2 separate regions of the Mus musculus genome follow, and region 1 is linked to region 2. A link is a contact called in public HiChIP or PLAC-seq data. All regions are on one chromosome and are shown on one strand. The core of a region is the stretch at or near the end of the contact, and the rest is flanking DNA. Distances in the headings are between cores, read along the strand shown.

What was found. HiChIP or PLAC-seq counts read pairs in DNA pulled down with a chosen protein or histone mark.
Region 1: a contact with region 2 is called in an H3K4me3 HiChIP or PLAC-seq map of bone marrow-derived macrophages, with 5 times the contacts expected there. The contact joins two enhancer-like sites. A contact is called at or near these places in 3 of 484 Hi-C or Micro-C datasets (the C10 cell line, bone marrow-derived macrophages and nephron progenitors), 3 of 115 datasets of contacts at active chromatin or transcription factors (astrocytes, bone marrow-derived macrophages and embryonic stem cells) and 1 of 9 other capture datasets (pancreatic islet).

Annotation. Positions count from the first base shown.
Region 1 is chr15:79,576,249-79,579,659 of GRCm38.p6, reverse strand. All of the region lies in intron 12 of Dmc1 (DNA meiotic recombinase 1), which reads left to right. Among named protein-coding and RNA genes, the nearest start is that of Dmc1, 27 kb to the left of the region's middle. Within about 2 kb of position 1,914, at least 44 of the 459 cell types and tissues checked have an H3K27ac peak or open chromatin away from gene starts, as enhancers often do. A contact at or near this core is called in bone marrow-derived macrophages, where this site is marked.
Region 2 is chr15:79,207,808-79,211,099 of GRCm38.p6, reverse strand. It overlaps Gm10863 (predicted gene 10863), which reads right to left. Exons shown (of 5, transcript NR_029470.1): 3 at 1,055-1,147; 4 at 851-909. Among named protein-coding and RNA genes, the nearest start is that of Gm52189, 15 kb to the left of the region's middle. Within about 2 kb of position 1,874, at least 116 of the 459 cell types and tissues checked have an H3K27ac peak or open chromatin away from gene starts, as enhancers often do. A contact at or near this core is called in bone marrow-derived macrophages, where this site is marked.

The sequences.
Region 1 (3,411 bases), core at 665-3,164, 370 kb before region 2:
CAGCCAGGGCTATACAGAGAAACCCTGTCTCAAAAAAAACCAAAAAACAAAAAACCAAAACACAACAACAAAAAAACCCATAAATAAATAATTCTTTTTTTTAAATTTTTTATTAGGTATTTTCCTCATTTACATTTCCAATGCTATCCCAAAAGTCCCCCATACCCACCCCCCCACTCCCCTACACACCCACTCCCCCTTTTTGGCCCTGGCGTTCCCCTGTACTGGGGCATATAAAGTTTGCAAGTCCAATGGGCCTCTCTTTCCAGTGATGGCCGACTAGGCCATCTTTTGATACATATGCAGCTAGAGACAAGAGCTCCGGGGTACTGGTTAGTTCATATTGTTGTTCCACCTATGGGGTAAAATAATTCTTTAAAAAGAAAAAAGAGCCTGTGAGAGTCACCCGCACACATACAGAATTCTCACACCCAGGACCATTAAAAAATTTCAGCCAACTACTGTTTGAGAGAAATGTTGTTTGTAAGAGTTCTTCATTAGTAAAGCCACAAAAACACCTCCTCGGAATTTAGTAATCTGTTTGTGATGCTCACACAATGTGATTACATGTTTTGCAATCAGCTTTCGCCATTTATTTTAGCAACTGTCAATAATTCTTAACTAAATTCACCACTACTCCAATGTTGCAAGACAAAGTGATTTTACTTTAAACCAAGGGAATTCTTCTATTATGTGTATATAAATGAGACATAAACGTATATACTAGCAGATACTTAATAACATTAGTGCAAACTTCTCTAAGTTGTGTTGAAATGAATGTGCCTCTCTTTAGGCATTTATTTATTTATCCATTTATTTTTATTTAATGTGTATATTTGAGTGCCTGCATGTAAGTATGTGCAGCACATGTATCCTTGGGGCCAGATGGTGCCAGGTGGAGCCAGAAGACAGCACCAGATCCCCTGGAACTGGAGTTGCAGGTAGTTGTATGCCACCATGTGAGTGCTGGGAACCAAATTCGGGTCTTCTGCAAAAGCAGCCAATGGTCTTCATCACTAAGCTGTCTCTCCAGCCATCTTCAGTCATTTAAAATTTTACCTTTGCACACTGCTGCATCTTTTGCATTTCGATTTATCTTTCACCCTTCAATTCTTTTTATGAGTATTCTCTACTTAGCTAAAGGGGAAAAAAACTAATGTGGAGCAAAACGAACTATGTAAATAGTCAAAAGAAAGTTAAAATAGTGAGGGAACTAAGAGTAGCTTATTGGTAGGATGTGTGGTTAGCAATGTGGAAAGCCTTAGGTTCATCTCCTTGCTTTAAAAAAAAAAAAGATTGAGGAGAAAACTAACTATTCATTAGTTCAAATATTACTGAAAACCTACTAGGTAACGAGAGTCTGCGAATTCATTAGCAAACTAAAAAAACAAAAACCTTTGTCTCGATAAAAGAGAAAGATAAATGGTATTTGTTTAGCTATTTAACTCAGTACTTTAACGTCTTGGTATGTCCCCTATCACATCATCTGTAGTGTAGTCCCTGGAGGCTTAAAGCAATCTTTTCTCTATGGAGTGTCTTTTGTATACAGGACATGAAGTACTTCACAAAGAGATTAATTTTAAACTAACGAGAAATGGAAGATTTTAAAGGCTCACTTTAAAAAGAGAAAATGACTCATTGGCTCAGAGGGAGGAAGTGGGTTGCATTCAGATAAAACAGTACAAGTTAAAGAGCACTGTTCTCTCTTCAGGTGTGGGGAGGGAGCACTGAGGAGGCCCAACTGTCACTCTTGAGTTACAAGGCAAAAGAAATTAGGTCAGATAGAGGTTCTTTTCTCTTGTATTTGTAAAAAGTTTCAAAAAGAGTAAAATCATATTGAGATTCCTCAGATGAGACAGTGAAGGGAGACTTGTGAGGCGCTAGAAAGGAACTAACTGGAGAGGGAGACAGCACAGTCTACAGTGAAGAGAGCTGAGCAGAGAGAGAGCCTGCCAAGGGAACCAAGCCTAGGATTTTTGCAGTGTACATCTGCTGTGAGAAGTCTTTTCCACCTAGCTGAGCAGTAAGGAAACAAGGATCACTGTGATTAGTATGTTCTGTTGTATATTAAATTATAACAGTACAGATTAAATACATGCTTCATATAAAACACAAAATTACCATATCTAGATGAAAAATGGGGACAGTTTTAAACTAACGGCTCTCCAATGCTATTAGAAACCCTCCCCTAAAGGAAATATCTTTGTTTCTTGGTGTTGAGAAACTCCAAGCTCAGCTCGCCTGGAGCCTGTCAGAGAAATATCACTATAATTGGTATGGATCCCCAAGTACACTGACAATAATTGAGGCTTGTATCCCATGCATTATACTTGATGGCACATCGTATTAAAAAAGAACAAAATTATAGAGGCAAGGAGCTGCTGTATGATACCGCAGAGCAGAGACTCCTAGATAGGGCTACAGATTCAGACTTCAGGGTTGGAACAACCCAGCCCAGGGAGCCTAGAGATATAAATCAGAGGATGGGCCTGATGAGCTGCACACCAGGGCAATAAGCATTGGAAAGAGACCATGATGTCACCACAGACCTCTGTTGTATCTGTGACTCTTAAACAAAAAGCCATCCAGAATATTTGCAGCCTTGTGGATGTATCACTTACTGATTAAGCATGTCAACCTATGACTTAACATTGTCAACTTCAATGAGGAAGTAATGTGTTTATGGTCACTAACATAGTGACCTTAGGCAAATTGTTTAGATTATTTGAAACCCATTCTTCTCTTCATTCTCCCACCCCTCAATGAAGAAATCTTCTACTTACTAACTCCTCACCATGCCCCAGAAGCTTTTCTGTATAATCTTACGTAATTCTCATGTGACCCTGACATACCGCCCCCTGTTCCACCTTCCTGTGCTTTCTATGAAGCCAGCCTCAATATGTGGTTGAACCTCTCCCTACCCTACTCCACCCCACCCCACCAAACAAGAATTCCAATTTCAAAAGATGAGGGGGGAAACTATTTTAATGTGTGCATATTTTGGGAGCAGACAGAAAAGATATGTTACTTAACAATAACAACAAGTACTACTGGAACTCACTTTGAAGACCAGGCTGACCCTGCACTCAGATCTGCCTGTCTCTGCCTCCCAAGTTCTGGTGTTTAAAGTGTGCACCACCACATCCAGTGTACACTTGATCTTATGAAAGCATTTTCTTATTGGGGATCCTTCTTCTCAGATGACTTTAGCTCATGTCAAGCCAGCACACCTTGCATGCACAAGGCTTTGGGTTGAGTCCTTTCCTTCATCACCAACCACCATAACAATAACAACAACAACAACAAATACAAACAAGAAAGAAAAGAAGCTTATACTTCTTAGTGTCACTGTGTTCTTACAGTCTATCCAATTTCATCTCAGATCTATTTTTCATGACCTCAGCTAACTTG
Region 2 (3,292 bases), core at 625-3,124:
GCTGGTGCCTCCAGAGGCTTCACTTTCCTCTGTGAAGCCCACTCAGTGGATTTTCGGGTACATTAAAAAAGAGAGTTCAGCCGGGCAGTGGTGGCGCACGCCTTTAATCCCAGCCCTTGGGAGGCAGAAGCAGGTGGATCTGAGTTCGAGGCCAGCCCAGTAAGTTCCAGGACAGCCAGGGCTTCATGGATTTGAGACCCTGTCTCAGAGAGAGAAAGAGGGAGAGAGAGGGAGGAAGGGAGAGAATGTGAATTCATTCCTCAGAGGGCAGAGGGAGGTCACTCAGCTGGGAAAGCCAGAGTTATGCAGTGATCGTCTGGGCCAGCACAGCTGTGGGGGAATCAGGACTGGGCATTATCAGCAAAATGCAAGGCCCCTACCATGAGTCAGGGGCCCTGAAGTCATAGGTGCTGGGGAGGGGACGTGCTGTGGGCCCTTGGGCAGGCCCAGGTCTTGGCATCCCTGTCTATCTGTGGGGAGCCCTCCAAGCTCTTAGGATGGTGTCAAGGCAAAAGGCCAGAGCAAGGAAGCCTGTGGATGCAATCAGCGGAAGGGGTCTGGGCATGTGCACAATTCAGACAGCAATCCAGCAGGTGGACTCCTGCCATTGGCCTGAGCTGGATGCCCTGAGAGATGGAGACAGAATAGCAGCAGCACACAGGAAGGCTGGTGGGGGGGGGGGGGGTGTCAGAGATTAGGGAGGGAGGTGAGGACTCACAGTGGCAGAAGAGGGAGGACCTGGCAGTGAGACTCTTGTTTACATTCGAATGGAAAACACTCCTTTGAGCAAGCCCTGGACTTGCCAGGTCTTTATTTTCTCATCAGTCAAGTGGAGACTGTATTATGGTACCTTATAGATTGTCCAGTCAAATCGTAAGTTTCAGTCCCTGGCTTGCCATATAGGAAGCACTGCAAAAAAAAAAAAAAGATTTAAGTAATTAATTAGAAACTTCAGTCAGGCTGTGTCTCAATAAGTAAATAAGTAAATAAATAAATAATAGAGAAGTGTGGCTTTTTTTTTTTTTTAAATATATTTTGTTAAAGCTCTGCTTGCCTGCAGCCTCTGCTTCCCTGGGGTTATGAGACACGAGTTTCTGTGATTTATCCTGATTCACTATCAAAAACTCTTACAGGCCAGGCTTCCATCCTAAAGGGAAGGAACTATTATTATTCTCACTTTTCAGAGGGAGAAACTGAGTCTCAGAGCAATGTCCCAGGCTTCGCAGCTGCTGTAAGAATGGAGATTGTAAATAGGATTGGGAGAGAGGCCAGCCTCCTTGAGCCCTTCCCTGCCTCCACTACCCAACCCGGCCCAGGCCCTCGTCTCCTACCAACCTTGTGTGTGTGTGTGTGTGTGTGTGTGTGTGTGTGTGTGTGTGTGTGATCCTGAGGAGAGAGGGGAGGTAGGAGAGGCAGGGAGGAGTGGAAAAGGCAAAGCCACCGGTGAGGCAGTGGCACAAATGGAACCCAAGAAGGCAAGAAAGACCCCAGCTGGAATGGAGCAAGACCCAGAATGGTGGACCCACAATCAGGAGGCCGAGAAATGCTTGAGGCACAGCTGAAGAAGGACCAGGAAGCTGGAGAGACAGAGGAAGCAATGTACACCCCCGTCCTGTTTAGGTACCTGGCCCCCAGGATGACCCTGAGACCCGGAGTCAGCCACCACCATGGTCATTCTTAACTCACGGGATCAAAGAATCGCCCCAAGTGAGGCAGTCTGCCTGGAGACAACAGATCACGCGGGGCGCGGCCCGTGTGAGCCCAGTGCCTTGATCAACGTCACCCACTTGTCCAGCAGCCCAGGACGGAAGCCTCTAGGCCCTTCCACGGAGTGCTGTCGTCAGCCAAGTCACATGGGGAGGCAGGCAGAAGTGGGGCAGGCAGCAGTGGGGCTATGGCGCCTTCCGGTGGCTTCTCCGCCTCCACCCCGCCCCTCAGGATACCGCTACGTTTAGAAAACAACCGAGGAAATCAAGTGGAAACATAAATCCGCCACTCGGTTCCTCCCGTTCCCCAGGGCCAGACACCCTCCCCTCTTTACACCCCCCCCCGCCCCCCAGCACAGGAAGGCAGAGCCAGCACGACTTTGGTTTGCTTTGGCGAGGCCCCGTGGGCAATGTGGCTCTTTCCCAGAATTCCTAGCAACTAGTCTTATCACCCAACACGCCCTCCCCAAAGGAACTTGGGGTACCCAGCTTCAGCCGCTTACCTTACTCACCCCTCTAGACTCATGGAAATACCCTACCTGGCTTCTTCCAGAGACAGACAACCACCCTGGCCATGTCCCTTTTATCTGTGGCCCTGTGCAGAATAGCAAGTACTGAGCTGGCACCCTGTTGCCTGCCCAGATCCCATTTAGAAGACAGGAATTACGGATGCCAAGAAGGGTCCCTGAGACCGTACATCTCTATTCAGAGGCCCCTTAGTTCACAAGCCCTTCTCAGTCTTGCTTCACTGTGTCCCAGTCTGGCCACCACACCTCTCCCAGCTTAACCACCCATAAACGTTTTCAAGCCCCTGCTAACCCAATGCCCTTCCCCTGCCCAATTCTGGCTCAAGACGGAATCTTGCTCATTCTTCAATGCCCAGCTCCACTGGTCTCTGCCAAGGACCAGATTCCAGAGTGGCACCTGCTGCCCCTGGTGTGTGCGCACAGTGTGGATAGATTTAGTGCGTGACATCACCTAAATGGGTCCTTGCCCTGTGTCTGACCACGGGCAGGGCTCAAGGGAGAAGAGCAGAGGACATGAGTAATGGCAATGGATGATGGTGGGCAGGATTGAGCTTTCAAGGACATTCTTGAAAGGTCAAAGCTCAGTGTGCTTGCTACCCCGCACACACTCCTTAGGGCTTCTGACTCCTCTCCTCCCTTCCCTTCCCCCTCCTCCCTCCTCCTCCAGATTTTATCACAGTAGACAGTGTCCCTAACCTCTCCTGAGCCCCAGCCTCTGGGGTGCAGCAGGGCTTCTTGCTCAGAGTTTGGGGTGGCACTCCTGGGTTTTAAGTCACTTCTTACCAGGGAACTGCTGTGCGGTTTTTGGAGGGCCCCAGCACAGACCCCCTAGAGCGCTGCTGGGGCTGGCCATGTAGAAAATGGACAGAAACACCCAGATTTCAGACCAAACAGAGTCCGAGAAAGAGGGATCCAAGGCCCTCAGAAGGGGTTGGTGGGTATGAACAATGGCTTAGGGGAAAAGCCGTGTGGCTGGTGACCAGCCGTGGGGGTGAGGAGTTGGCTGAGTCAAGATTGACTCCAAAGCCTCATGCCTGGATCATTCCAGAACAGTGGGGC